Linked DNA regions of Zea mays: region 2 is linked to region 1. The links are chromatin contacts, called in public Hi-C maps. All regions are on one chromosome and are shown on one strand. The core of a region is the stretch at or near the end of the contact, and the rest is flanking DNA. Distances in the headings are between cores, read along the strand shown. Region 1 holds the start of LOC103648019 (serine carboxypeptidase-like 45). Region 2 holds the start of LOC542217 (lysosomal alpha-mannosidase).

Region 1 (7,476 bases), core at 1,292-3,791:
CTCTTACTCAATATCTTAACGAACTAAGCTAAGGAGCTAGCTTGTTGGGCCAGCTCGAGTTATTACATCCAGCGGTTGTCCTAAATAGCCCCGGGCCCTAATAATGCAACTTCATGTATACGTACTAGCTAGCACAGGATCAGTAAACCACTTCATTAGCAGCGCATCAACAATAGTACCTGCTAGCGCGCAGACTGCAAATTAAAGTAGGTGTTCCAGAAGGCAAGCGATCTCCTCCGGCTTTACTCCAAAAGGCAGCAGCATGAGTTGAAGGTCGCCAAGGCCCTACCTATATGAATTAATATTCGAATGAAATAAAATTTAGGTTTAGATGAAGCACTTTTAGAGAAGTGATCTCAGTTTAGACGACTGAAATCGTCTAACCGGAGACCCCCTCCATAGAACATCCGCTGCAGTTTTCAGGCTTTGCGTAGTACTTACTACTACTCTTAAAGCCTGGGAGAGCATGTGGGCCGGGACGGCCACAACACACGCCTTACCTTAGATTTAATTTATATGTGGCGCCATCTTTTTAGACACCGAGACGTCCCCTTGCGCTTGAGCGTGATTAGTTTTTGTCCTAAAGCTGGGAGCAGCTTGTGTTAGCTCAATAATTGCACGGGGTTGCCTGCCTGTTCATCCTTTTCATAACACAGCAGGGGCTTGTCGTCCCTCTAGCTTTGTAAGTAGCATTGTGTAACTGCCGGCTGCTGTGTTACCGGCAGAGTTTCTTGATGCACGCGTAGCTTGTGAAGATCCCGTTTCTTCTTTATGGTTCGGGTGGGGAATCTTGGTGTTCGCATCTGTAATACTGTTTCCTTCCTGAAAATTTGCGAGACAGTGGTCTCAGCAGCGCTAAAAGCCAATCAATCACTCAGGCAGTCAGCCAGCCAGCCTCGCTGCCGTCGCAACACAGAGTCAGAGAGATAGATAGATAGATGCTCGACGGACAAGACCCCTGGGCAAGAAACCAAAGGCGTGGTACCAGACAGACAGAAGCCGGATGTCGCTCCACGGAAAAAACAGGCGCTCGCGTCCATTTGCAAACCGTAATTAGCGCAGGGTCACATGCCACTCCAGACCACCACGGCCTTTTGCCTCTGCACTCACTCCTGCCCCTTCCTGTCCGTGTGCCTTTTGCCTCCTGCCTGCCCTCTGGGTTATACTTACTAGCCGGATGCATGTGTCGTTGTACGCGCTACATTCTTCTGTACCGTACAGATGAAATTCCATGATTATTAACTTTCAGAGTTTTTTTTTCCTTCTTCTTCAGTGCTCTAGAAAGGTTTGTTCAAGTAAAATTAACACAGACTGTATTTTCATCAGTTTGTATTTTTCATCTTCGGTACTTATTACATCCTGTATAACTTCAACTATGATGCCGTTATGTTTACTTTTTACTCTCTTTTTTTTCGTCTGTTTGTTTCTAGGGCCACTTCCTAGGTTCTAAGCAGCCACGTGAACACAGCAACTGTATAACTTCAACTATGCTGCCGTTATGTCTGTTGAAAGGCGTGCCGTGACGTGGACGAAATGCGCCCCACACCCACGGTTGCTTCAACTTCAACGGTTCAACCCCACCCACAATTCTGGCCGAACTTCAGTGTGGCATGTAGCTAAAAGCCTAAAACACACACTCTTTAAAATATATGGGATTTTTATTTCCCGTTCCTGTGGTTGTGAATGCAACTAGTCGATGGAACACTTGAATAGTTTTCTTCTCACAGAGAAACTAGTAGTCGATGGAAGGAAACAATTGGTCACATTGGCCTGTGTGAATCATGACGCTGACAAGCGGGGACGAAGTCCCCACCACTTACTTACTGCGCAGAGGGCGAGCAGCCGGATAAACGAAAGCGCAACTGTGGAAGCCCTAAAGGCCTACTTTCTGTAATGCACCAAAGGCTTTTGCCCCCCTTGGGCCCATCTTGTCCCTCTCGACGCGCGCGCTTTCATGTCATGTGATGACCTGCTAAACAATTTGTTCACGGCTCAGGTCAGGCATATTTCTCCAAACGTACTCTAGTGGTGTGATTTAAAACTGGTGGGCAGAACATTAAGGCCTACTTTAGGTACTCTAGTAATAAATGTGATTGGAGTGAATTGAGATGTATTGAGAGAATATTTGATCTATTAGGGATTTACATCTTTTTCAATCCCACCAAAACACTCTAATCCCAAAGTATCCAAACTAGGCCTAAAAGAAAAAGGAATTTGAGAAAGTCAATGTCCATCCGGTGCAAAAAAAGCTCCGTTCGCTGCGACTTACTGTGGCTTTAATCTGACTGTGGTTACGATGCTTACCTTGTTCGTCAAACTAGGCACATGGGGCTGCTCCGCTGCTGCATCATCTTAATCCTGAACCCAATCGACGTTCAGAGAAAAAAAAATGGGAAGCGTTAAGCAACTGTTGCTCCAACCCTTAACTTAATCCTGATCACATGTGACTGCATCTATGTTTGTTTAGAGAGGACTGACAAACCACGCCAACAGCCCTAACAAAGCGTACCTTTCATCTCCTTTTCCCCTGCTACTGCTATATATATTTTCCGTCCTCTCCAGCTCCAAGGCCAAGCACAGGCCCTCCCTCCCTCCCTTCCCTGCATCCGCCACTCCCACTCTCTCCCTCCCCACCTCCTCCTCGTCCCGTTGAATCATTCAGCTTTTGAAACTATTTTTTTGTGCTCTCAAGGCAAAAGAGCACACTTAACTCTTCCACGCCTGTCTCTCTCTCTCTCCCTCTCCAGTCACACACACACTATCTCTGTCCATCGGCCGATCGGCGGCATGGCCACGCCATTAGCTCCAGCGAGCTCCTTCATTACCAGGCCACTGGCGCTGGCGCTAGTGCTCGTCGCGGCCGCGCTCTGCCGTCCGGCTTCCTGCGCAGCCGCCGCGGCCGCCGCGGACAGGATCACGCGGCTCCCCGGGCAGCCGGAGGTGAGCTTCGGCCAGTACTCCGGCTACGTCGGCGTGGACGGCGACGGCGGCGGCAAGCGGGCCCTGTTCTACTACTTCGTGGAGGCCGATGCCCCCGACCCTGCCTCCAAGCCTCTCGTCCTCTGGCTCAACGGCGGTGAGTTCTCTTCTTTGCAGCTCTTGTTCGACATTTTTTTTCTTTCTCTCTTGGTGATGAAAGAGGAAATCCTTGCTCGATCCAAGTTTTTTTTTTGTCATCTACCCGTCCGATCTTTGCTCTTTCTGAGATTCCTTCTGGTCCTGTAGGGCCTGGGTGCTCGTCGCTGGGCGTAGGGGCCTTCTCAGAGAACGGGCCGTTCCGGCCTAGTGGGCAGGTGCTGGTGAAGAACGAATACAGCTGGAACAAAGGTACGTACGTACGTACGTATCGTACGGTGAATGTGCATCCCTTTGCTTGCTGCCCGTTCCAATTCCTTCACTGCATTCTCTGTCTCTGTTCTTGCTGGTGGTTTTTGGTGTGAGTTTTTAGTGCTGTTTCTTGCTTGCTCAAAAAAGAAAAAGAAAAATAAAAACATGGAAACTGCAGAGGCCAATGTGATATACCTGGAGACGCCGGCTGGCGTTGGCTACTCATACTCTGCCGACGCTGCCTACTACCAGGGCGTGGATGACAAGATGACAGGTACTTGCTCGGAATGCTCAATCTACATGCTTGCGTTGCGGCCTAGTTAGCTTTTATCACTGTTCATCAGTTACATTACAGTCTGCTCCTAGCAGTGCTGTTTGCTGCAGCAAGAGCGAAGCATAAAAAAACAGCGATTTTTTTTGTTTGTTTTGCGCTGAAGAAAAATGGTGGTGGTGGTGTGTGTAAGAAAAGTGACACGCAAGGAGGGGAGGGGAGGAGAGGGGCATGCTGCCATGCTCTCTATCTTTTTGTTTGAGCAGTAGCAGTACGTAGCAGCGGCAGCAGTGCGTGTGACTGGGAGTGATGATGATCCCTTCTAACTTTCTCCACCACCTCTGCACTGCATGCACGTCTGGTCTGGACCAATGAAGCCATGGACAACATGGTGTTCCTGCAAAGGTGGCTCCAAAAGTTCCCACAGTACAGGGGCAGGGACCTGTACATCGCCGGAGAAAGCTACGCAGGTAGGAGGACAGGGAGTATATACAATATACACAGCTATCATTCAGCTAGCATGGTCGTTGTTTCGATCGAGAAACATGCTATTAATTAACGCTGCCTCTGTTTCGGTTTCGGGAATGCTATGCAGGGCACTACATCCCGCAGCTCGCCGAGGCCATGGTGGAGTTCAACAACAAGGAGGAGAGGATCTTCAACCTCAAAGGCGTCGCCGTAAGCAACCCTGAACCCTGGACCTGTCTCTGCACTGAAACTCTGCTCGTTCTTTGCCTCTGATCTGACGATGGGCATCGGCCGTCGGTCCGTGAACCGAATCAGCTGGGCAACCCGGTGCTGGAGTTCGCGACGGACTTCAACTCCCGCGCCGAGTACTTCTGGTCGCACGGCCTCATCTCCGACGCCACGTTCCGCGCCTTCACCTCCGCCTGCAACTACTCCCGCTACGTCGCCGAGTACTACGGCGGCGCGCTGTCGCCGCTGTGCGCCAGGGTGATGAACCGGGTGACGCGCGAGACCAGCCGCTTCGTCGACAAGTACGACGTCACGCTCGACGTCTTCCTCTCGTCCGTGCTCTCCCAGTCCAAGACCCTCTCGCCGCACGTACGTATTATACGCCGTCTCGTCTGTCTGCCCTGACGAACAAGAAGAAGAAGAATCGACTCTGATGCGGAAATGGAATGCGCGCAGGAGCAGGTCGGGCAGCGGGTCGACGTGTGCGTGGAGGACGAGACGGTGAGGTACCTCAACCGGCGGGACGTGCAGGCGGCGCTGCACGCGAGGCTCGTCGGCGTCGACAAGTGGGCGGTCTGCAGCAGGTATCCTATCCATTCGGCTCGACACAGCTGCACAGCCTGCAAGTGCGACCGGTTCGGTTCCGTCTGAAGGAGACATGGCTAACGTCCCGCTTCTGCTGCAGCGTTCTCCAGTACGAGCTGCTCAACCTGCAGATCCCGACCATCAACGTCGTCGGATCGCTCGTGAGATCCGGGATCCGAGTGCTGGTTTACAGGTATAGCATGCGTATGAATTATGAAAAGGGTTGTTTGAGATTTGCAAGTGCAGCAAAGGTTCTAACATTCAGCATTGTTTCTTGTTTTTTTTTTTTGGCAGCGGCGACCAGGACTCGGTGATCCCTCTCACGGGGAGCCGGACCCTGGTACAGAGCTTGGCGCGTGGCATGGGGCTCAAGACCACCACCCCCTACAGAGTCTGGTTCGAAGGGCAGCAGGTGATGAAACGCCTTAGAACTTTGGCTTTGCCAGTGCATCTAGCTGCAGACTGAACATCTTCACTGTGGCATCTCATTCTCCCTGCGCAGGTTGGAGGATGGACACAGGTGTACGGAGGCGGCGCGCTGTCCTTCGCCACCGTCAGAGGCGCCTCCCACGAGGCGCCCTTCTCGCAGCCCGGCCGGTCGCTCGTGCTCTTCCGAGCGTTCCTGCAGGGCCAGCCTCTGCCCGAAACCTTCTCGTGATGAGCAATGGCTGGCTGGCTGGCTCTGGTGCGGCTCTTGATCTGAAGGCAAGTCACTGGTTTCCTGGACGCAGCAGCTCTTCTGCGCGTGCGAGGGGGTGGGTTTTGCACTCTAGTAAACTGTAAGAAGGTGTTCCGGTGTGTTCGCTGTTTCTTCAGCATCCAAGGCTCGGCAATTGTCTAGAGAAGTGGAAAGAATTCGTCTCTCGTCTGCGTGTGTTCGTTTTTGTCTGTAAATGTTCTGCTAGTGCTGCAAGAACATTGCATATTCTTGGACACGAAGAGTGGGAAAAAAACACACACACACACACGAAGAAAACAAGTGTTGGCAAACCGGCAGGCAATGATGCCCAAGAAAAGCTATACGGCAGGTGCCATGAGATCGGCAGAGACGAACACCTGTAAATGCAGGCATGAAGAAGCAAAAGCACCTGGAAGGGGCGGCAGCGGCACCATGAGAGCCCCCGCCGCCCGGTCCACCGATTCACGTCCGTGTCCATGATCCTAGGATAGGTGCCACCGTTTCAGACTTCGAGTAAAGGCGTTCTCTCGGCCATCGATTCCACGGAGCGCGGCAGGAAGAGCTAGCTGGCATGTGACGGTCTGATGGCCGTCTTTCTGCACTGCCTCTGAATCGGGAGCACCGGACGGACAATGATGGCTGGCTATGAGGTTGTAGTTGTACAGGGAGACGGGTGGGTCTTCCAGGAGTAAAGGGGACTCCAGCAGAGGAGACGAGCCAGCCACGCATGAGCGCTAGGGTAGGGTGCTCGAAAGTTTCAGCAGATAGGATAGGATGGAACATAGGCTGTGGTAAGCATCTCTAGCAGTTCCAAAAAAAATCCCTAAAAATCAATTAAGGATGTTATTAACCGAAAATCATGCTCCAACAATCTCATAAATGAGGTCCCAAATATATCAACTTCGTAAATATTCTTCTTTGTTTAGTCCCCAGACTTATGGAGTTGTCTAGCATTCTCGATAGCCTATTTCGTATTTTCAATCGCACCATAAAATCACTTGTATACCATCGAGTTCGCGCTCATGTAAAAATGATTCACTTTGAATAATTTGAGTTGTGGATTTCGGGGGTGAGGAAGATGGACCAATATGAATATATAGCCTCCTTCCATGACAAAAGTTTTTTGGTGTAATACCCAATTTGTAAAAAAATATAAAAGGTGAAATTATTTCCTTTATACATATGTGTTGTCTCTACCACTAAATTGTACATCATGATGGAGTTTTGCTTGTTTGTGCACTTGATAATAAAAATAATAATAACATAAATATAATAATGAGATGGAAATTTGAATTTAAAACAAAGGTGCATTTTAGGGAATTGCAAAAAAATATAAATAAAATAGGGGATAAATATTATGCAACACAAAATAAATTTATAAATAAATAAATGTATCACATTTTGGGCATGTCCAAACTGTACTTTTAATCTGAGGATAATTTATCACAGGATTTGAATTTGAAATTTAAATTCAAAATAAGAAGGAAAAACAAAACAGAAAAGAATCTATACTACTTATTAAGAAGGTAAGAGTAGTCTGCCGTTCTGCCCTCCCGCAAAAAAAAAAATCAAACCATGGCTACTCAAGGATCGAACCTTGGATCTATTAAGCAGAATGCCTAGCCTTCCACCCTCTAACCAATGTGATTCATGTTGAATAGCGTACAACTTCAACTAAGACGTCTTTTGTGTTTAACCTGCCGTCCACTCTGTATGTTCACTGAGTCTAGAAAAATATTTATAGCTTGGCCCCTGATCTTTTTGGAAAATGGGACGCAGTCCAGGAAATAAAGAAAATAGGGAAAAGGAGTTTAGAAATTGATTTTTAGTTTAAAAATAATTGCAGAAACCCATTTAATTCATGGAAATTTCATATTAAATCCAAATGAGTTCATTCCAATTTCTATAATTCTATAAT
Region 2 (7,476 bases), core at 2,780-5,279, 290 kb after region 1:
CGCCGCCGCCGCCGCCGGGACGTGCGCGCTCGTTGCTGCTTCGGAAGTGCAGGTGAAATTGTGAAAAGCTCCGAGTTGATGCATTGCAGTGTGCCTTGGACGGTTCTGGTCCAGGCTACAAAAGAGAGAAAGAGGAGAGAGACCCTGCGCCGCTGTGAAGGTGTTTGCTTGCAGGCAGCGGGATTCGCTCTGCGCCGGCGTGCTGCAGGTGTACCGTACGCGTCGCCCTGAGACCGGCGGCGGAGCTCCGGCACCCCGTCGCGCCGGTCAGGTGTTCTCTTTCTTTCTTTTCCACCAACCGGAGAAGGCATTCCCGGCAGGCTGCTTACAGGGGCTTTGGGCATAGGGTCATCAGGGCAGCCGCCCCCAAGTCCGAGAGGCCCTACTCTCTCTAGTTAATTGTAACATAGTAGCTATTATTAGGTTATATAATCTAATCTCTAACTTGAGAGTTTTGAAGTTAAGCTTTCTAGAACTATCCATATCTTCTATTCATATTTTTAAGTTGAAGTTATTAAAAAAATATTTAAGGTCTATAATGTCTCATAAACAATTGAATAGTTTGGCCACCTATGTAGTGAGAAAAAAATTATTAGATAAGATTAATATTAACACGATCATTAATGACTTTGTCTAAAGAAATGTTAGAATAAACTTTAGAGGTATTGTAAAATTTATTTTGTTTTGAGATCACATTAATTCTTATCAATAATATATATATATATATATATATATATATATATATATATATATATATATAAAACCAGGAAAATATTATACTTATAAGAGGCTCGTTTTTTTATGTTCGCTCTAGGCCACCCAAATCTCAGCTCTGGCCCTGCTTACAGGACAAGGGTCATACGATAAGACCAAAGGAAAAGGGGGGCACTATATATATAAGGACTACATCGGTCCTAAATTAAAATTTGTTTTAGATTTTTAATTGGATTCATACAATAATTAATGTATGTATTTTGTTTGTGTCTATATTTATCATCATCCATTTAAATATAATCATTACAAACCAAGAGCCAAAACAAATACTAATTTGAAAACGGAGGGAGTATAAGTAAGCTAAATTTTTATTCTAGTTCTATCTTTGACTTCAGAGGCAGAAGAAACTTGTACCTAAATAAGTTTGCAGTTTTCACTTGATATGTCCTCTAATTAGCTAACTAATTGAGGTTATATGCCGTGCTTTTTTTGTTGGTACACAACTCTCTGAAGCCAGACCAGGTCGGCATTGCATGACGGAGGCGCAGCATCGCGGATTCCTTCTAAATGATCAAGGGGGCAAACAATTCCATGGGCCAAAGGTTCGTCAAACTCCCTATGCGCATCAGGTGGAGGAAACGAAACAACACAGCCCATGGGCCTTGACGGCGATGAAGCAACCGATGGTGTGGACCACACGTGGCAAAGCCATCTCATTGGTGTTTTATTTATCCGGAGTGGCGTGTCCGCATGTGCAGGGATATTTTTTGGATTTGATTTGATTCTTCAAGTTGTGATGTCTATGTCTGTCACCTTCCTTATCCGATCTCGTTTTTGCACAGGGGCCCTTCAATGCCCATCCAATTTACATCGACATGCACAACACTTTACATTACTCCCTTTATTCTAAATTAAAATTTGTTTTAGTTAATTAATAGGTTCATACAATATTTATTGTATATGTTTTATATGTGTCTAGGTTTATCTTCATTTATTTAAATGTAGACATAAAAACTAAGAGCTAAAACGACTACTACATTCGTTCTCAAATATTTATCGATGGCTAGTTTATTTTTTAATTTTAACTAAAACACGATAAATAAATAAAAAATAGATGGAGTAGTATTTAGCACCGTGGCATGCAAATGTACGCTTCTCTGGACAGTGGACACCAGAAGAAATTTTCCCCTCCCCCCCTGCTTTAGTAAAAAAACGTTCAATATAATCAACCAGTATATATTACTACGGCTAGCCCCTTTAAATTTGGGCGAAACTTGTATGGCAATATATATACTTTATATATCATAGTGAAGAACCTGTAATAATTACTTTTACGAATCATAGTGAATCCTCTCAAAGTATGCATAGTTCATGAATCATAGTGGAAAACCTCTAATCATTAGCTTATGAATCGTAGGGAAGAGCTTGTAACCATCCATGTGACATTGCAAAACAAGAGACCATGGTAATATTTGGCATAGCTTGTGCTTGTCGCACGAGTTGTTTGCTTAAAATGTTGGTAGCTTGGTAGGAGTAAATATATACTCTCTCTCCTAAATTAGTATTCGTTTTAGCTCTTTGTTTTTACATTTATATTCAAATGAATGAAGACGAATCTAGACAATTATACAAATACATTGTATGAATCCATTAAAAACCTAAAACGAATTTTAGTTGGGAGTATTACATGCTGTTGCTTTGTTTTCAGTGCTGACATAGCTTGCTACAGCAGCAACAAATAGTACGGACCACAATTTTTTGCTTTTGTTAAATACAAGATGAAAAATAAGTTAAGCCCAACGAAATGTACCTATATTGTAAGCATAAGACGAGTCGACGATTGAGATTTGAAAGTTGACGAGTACATATCTACTATACATTATATTTGAAAACTAAAGAGATTATATATATGTGTACACAAAGATACTTGTCGTGTCACGCAATGCTGTCGTATTTTGTAAGTAGTTCCCGCCGTGCAAAGCAGTAGTCAAATGTAACTATTTTGACCAGTAGGAAGTACGTAGTTACATTACTATACAGTAAATCCATCCGTGCGGTCAATTTTGTTATGCTTTGTTTGGATGTCGATTTTGAATTGGTTTTAATATCAAATCAACAGTGATATTGAGATGCGATATAATTTCAATTCTATTGTTTGGATGTTATTAAATTGGACTTTAGAATTGTGTGGTTCAATTTCACACACTATAGATGAGTGATGCTTTGTATTGACAGAGAGAATTTTTAGTTATAGTCCAATTTCAGATAATTAAGTCTTTGATTCCAAATCTCGATTCTATATGCAACAAAATAATAGAATTATGAAAATCTTGTTATAATTTCTAATTCCGTGCTCCAATATCCAAAACAGGGTATTATACATTTTCCCTCCCAAATTATAGGAATGATAGCGGCACGATATTTCGGATATAAATAAAAGGAAAACCAATTTGGACCTCCCCCGCCTAGAGATGGCAATGGGTACCCGAAACCCGAAACCCGATGGGTTTTTATCCCATTAGGGTACAGGTTTGGGTCAATTTTCATACCCATGGGTTTGTTAATGGGCATAAATGTATACCCGACGGGTTCATGGGTACGGGTTTGTTCCTATAGTACCCAAACCCGTGAACCCGTGGGTTTTTTAAACCCGACCAAACCTAGTGTATATTGTCATTTTATTTTATAAACGAACAACAAACTTGTTATCTACCTATTTACTTCCTATTTTTTATCAAATAGTGAATGTATAAGTAGTTGGTGAGAGTGTTGCTTGCTTGTTATTATAGTTATTACTAGCGTTATATATGTGGTGGATGTATAACTTAGTGCAAGGTAACTTGATTATACAACTTATTATTTGTATTTAATTCTCTCTACTAATATTTTTTATACCAAATCATGAACTCGTTGTTCATTACATAAATTTTGGACCATGATCTCATTAATCATTACGATACTTATTGATTATAGAAAGAATAAGTATATTGGAGATAAAACCCGCGGGTAACCCGTGGGTACCCGCTAACCCGATGGGTACGGGTTTGGGCAAAATTTCAAACCCGTCACGAGTACGGGTTTTTTAATGGGTTTAAATATTTTTCACGGGTATGAGTCTGGGATAGCAAAACCCGGCGGGTTTGTACCCGTTGCCATCTCTACCCCCGCCCCCATGGCCCCACCCAAGACCCCACTCGAGAGGATACTCATTTGCAGAAACCACCCCACGGGAGTCGGGACGCTGACGTGGCGCAGCGAGTGCGCCAGGCCGCCAGCTACTCGCCGGGCATCGTCGCCCACCGCCAGGTGGGGCCCCGTCCCAAGCTTCTTCTTAGCTGCTTGCCTGCTTGACCTGAGGCCTCCGCCGGTCGCAACAACAGTCTACAGTCAATCACAGTCCCCGCTTCCCGGCGGCCACCGCTGCATCCTCCCTTTCCACGCTCCACTCTCCTAGCGCGCCCGCCTTCATGGGCCCCGTTCGACTCGCCCTCCTCCTTTCCGTCGCCGCCGTCCTCGCCGCCGCGGGCGCGGTGTACATCCCCTACAACACGTCGGCGGGGGTGGTGCCGGGGAAGCTCAACGTGCACGTCGTGCCGCACACCCACGACGACGTCGGATGGCTCAAGACCGTAGACCAGTACTACGTCGGATCCAACAACTCCATCCAGGTGAGGCGCCTGCTCCGCCGCGCTGACCTCCGCTCTCCGATTTCGTCGCGCGCGGTTAATTTGACTGTTTTTTTTGGAGCCTAGCATTGGCGCGCTAATCGCTTGCGCATGCTTTCGGGTCCGGGGATCCGTAACTAATTTTCTGAACTGTGCTTGTTCTTCGTCAACTTGGCTCTACCTTGTTTAAACTAATTTGGTGTGTTTTTTTCCTGGTTGAAGGGGGCATGCGTGCAGAACGTGCTGGATTCGCTCATCCCGGCGCTTCTCAAGGACGAGAACCGAAAGTTCATCTATGTTGAGCAGGTAAATACTAAATAGTAGTGACTTGCAACTGTCGAGCCTCCGATGCGCCGTAAGCTGGGCTGTGGCAAACTTGGTGTGTGAAAATTGGAGGATAGGAAGCAATGCACATCTACCTGTGGCCATTCTGTTGGTTCCGTGGGCTTGTGGAACTAGTACATACAGTCTATGTTCCTTGCTGCCGACGCAGGGAACGGAAGTTAGATTACAACTCCGAATAACTGCATCCAAACCCTTCGTGAAGTAGTGCAGAGTGGGCTATCTTTTAGATGGAGATTTTTTTTACTTTTGTTTTTTTCCTGACCTGTGGTTATATATGTACGAGTACGGCTGCAGGCATTCTTCCAAAGATGGTGGAGGAACCAGAATGACATGATCAAGGATACAGTGAAGGGGCTCATCAGCTCTGGACGGCTGGAATTAATGTATGTTCCTTCAAGTTTTGTAGCTGCCACTCTATAGATTGTATTGCCAGAAGTTATTTTTGTTCTGTGGTGAATGACATATTGCTTCTGGTCTCGAAGAAATGGTGGCATGTGCATGCACGATGAGGCGGCTGTACACTATATTGACATGATCGATCAGACTACACTTGGACACAAGTACATCAAGGAGGAGTTTGGCCAGATCCCACGGATTGGCTGGCAGATTGATCCGTTTGGGCACTCTGCGGTTCAGGCTTACCTTCTTGGCGCAGAAGTAATTGTTTTTTTTGTTTCATATTCAAGTTTCGTCCCATTGCATGATAAAATGAATTTTTGCATTTCCACAATAATGTACGTATCATCATTATAGAAATATCCACAATATTTGGAAACCTGAATGTTTGGATATTTCACTTTTTTCTTTTGCGGACTAGACCTTCTATTGTAGGTATAGCTACTTATATACAACATGTAGCCATGGACAATAAGAAATTAATGATCTCTTGTCGTTTCTGCTACTGCCCTTATTATTTGTGTGATTGACAGGTAAACACACTTCTTGACTAGCCACAGAACTAGTATTGTCTAAAACAAACTCATTTCCTTAACTGAAGTAACAGTTGCACCTGTGGTGTTCAAGGAACATATTTGACTTACTAGAAGAGAGATGGCTCACTAAATATTTTATTGCCTATCAGGTAGGATTCGATGCTTTCTATTTCTTCCGGATTGATTACCAAGACCGTGATACACGGAAAGGAACAAAAGAACTCGAGGTTGTATGGAGGGGCTCCAAGACCTTGGGCTCATCGGCTGATGTAAGTGGCTTGTTTCTTTTTCAAAAGTACACAATGCACCTCGTTATATGTTCCATTTACAAATATTTCCATGATGCCATAGATGCTAAGTGCTAACCCGCTTCAATTTTTGACACAATTTGTTTTGTTTCTGTTTCAAACCTATATGTTTCTTTCAGATCTTTGCTGGCATCTTTCCAAAAAACTATGAACCACCTCCTGGTGATTTTTATTTTGAAGTTGATGATAATTCCCCTGTTGTCCAGGTAATTAATCAGAAATTTGGTACTATAGATATTGTGTATTATTCAAGCACTTAGCATGAGCCAATTCCTGGTTTTCCTCCACGCAGGATGATCCCCTTCTTTTCGATTATAATGTTGAAGAACGAGTTAATGATTTTGTTGCTGCAGCTGTAGCACAGGTACATCTTCTTGAACACAAGTACAAGTACATTCAGTTATCAGTACTTTCATCTTTTGTGCTGATGCACTTTCTTTGTGGATATATATGCAAATGGGCCTCTAGCTGAGTTGGTTAGGTGGCTCTAGTAGCACTGCGGTCCTAGGTTCTGACTCCCTGTGGATAGTGAATTTAAGGCTAGGGTTAAAACCCCCTCTTATCTGTTCCATCATGCCAAAGCACAGGTCTAAGGTCTGGCCTAGATCATGGTCATTTTCATATGGGCTACGACACTGTGTGTATGGGCAGGGGTTCAGAGGTTTCTTTGACCTGCATGAGAATGTCTTTTTTCTTAGCAAAATCCCCAGGGGCTATCTTATTTTTTTTTCTCGAACACGCAGGAGATCTGCGTATCATTCCATTAATAGATAGAAGAAGGTACAACACACCACACACGACACACACCTGACACGACACACACACACATGACACAACAAGACACAAGACGCAACACATCAACCACACACAACCACTCTGAACAAGCCACTAGACTATCCCCCTGGGTCAAGCATAAACATAAGAGTTGAAAGCAGGTTCAACCCTTTTGCCCCGGCACTACACCACATCCTGAGCTCATCGCCAGCGAGGGTGAGAGCACTCGCCAGGCTCAGCGATCTCCCATTAAACACACAGTCGTTGCGATGACGCCAAAGGCTCCAAGCGCCAAGAATAACTAGAGAATTGAAGCCGGATTGGAGATCACGGGGAATCTTCTCCACAGCCCTGCTCCACCAGTCATCAAGGCTGCAATTAGCATTATATGGTGAAAGGTTAGGCAACCCAGACCTGCTTAACAAGGAATACCAGAACTGTCGTGCAAAGACGCAAGAGATGAGAAGATGTTGTATTGTTTCCTCTTCTTGGTCGCAAAGGGGCACACACTGGGGTGGGGTAGCCCCCTTCTAGCAAGACGGTCTGCGGTCCAGCATTTGTTGTGCATGACAAGCCAAAGGAAGAAACTGCACTTTGAAGGTGCCCAAGATTCCCAGATGCGCTCATATGCGCCCAAAGAAGTGGAACCAAGAAATAACATATCATAAGCCAACTTTGAAGAGTATTGGCCTGTCGGGGAGAATTTCCAGATATGCTTGTCTGGCACTCCAACATTAA

The links. A called contact is a pair of places that touch in the nucleus more often than the background predicts.
Region 2: a Hi-C map of tassel shows a contact between it and region 1, with 3 times the contacts expected there. The contact joins the promoter of LOC542217 here to the promoter of LOC103648019 in region 1. A contact is called at or near these places in 2 of 25 Hi-C or Micro-C datasets (ear and tassel).

Annotation. Positions count from the first base shown.
Region 1 is chr2:229,533,142-229,540,617 of Zm-B73-REFERENCE-NAM-5.0, forward strand. LOC103648019 (serine carboxypeptidase-like 45) reads left to right here and starts at 2,542. Exons shown (of 10, transcript XM_008672520.3): 1 at 2,542-3,076; 2 at 3,226-3,327; 3 at 3,506-3,601; 4 at 3,976-4,068; 5 at 4,194-4,276; 6 at 4,382-4,663; 7 at 4,751-4,878; 8 at 4,980-5,072; 9 at 5,174-5,291; 10 at 5,382-5,814. The coding sequence starts at 2,788. The coding sequence ends at 5,537.
Region 2 is chr2:229,826,641-229,834,116 of Zm-B73-REFERENCE-NAM-5.0, forward strand. LOC542217 (lysosomal alpha-mannosidase) reads left to right here and starts at 4,030. Exons shown (of 29, transcript NM_001305853.1): 1 at 4,030-4,382; 2 at 4,602-4,685; 3 at 5,019-5,107; 4 at 5,207-5,381; 5 at 5,806-5,925; 6 at 6,084-6,170; 7 at 6,257-6,328. The coding sequence starts at 4,182.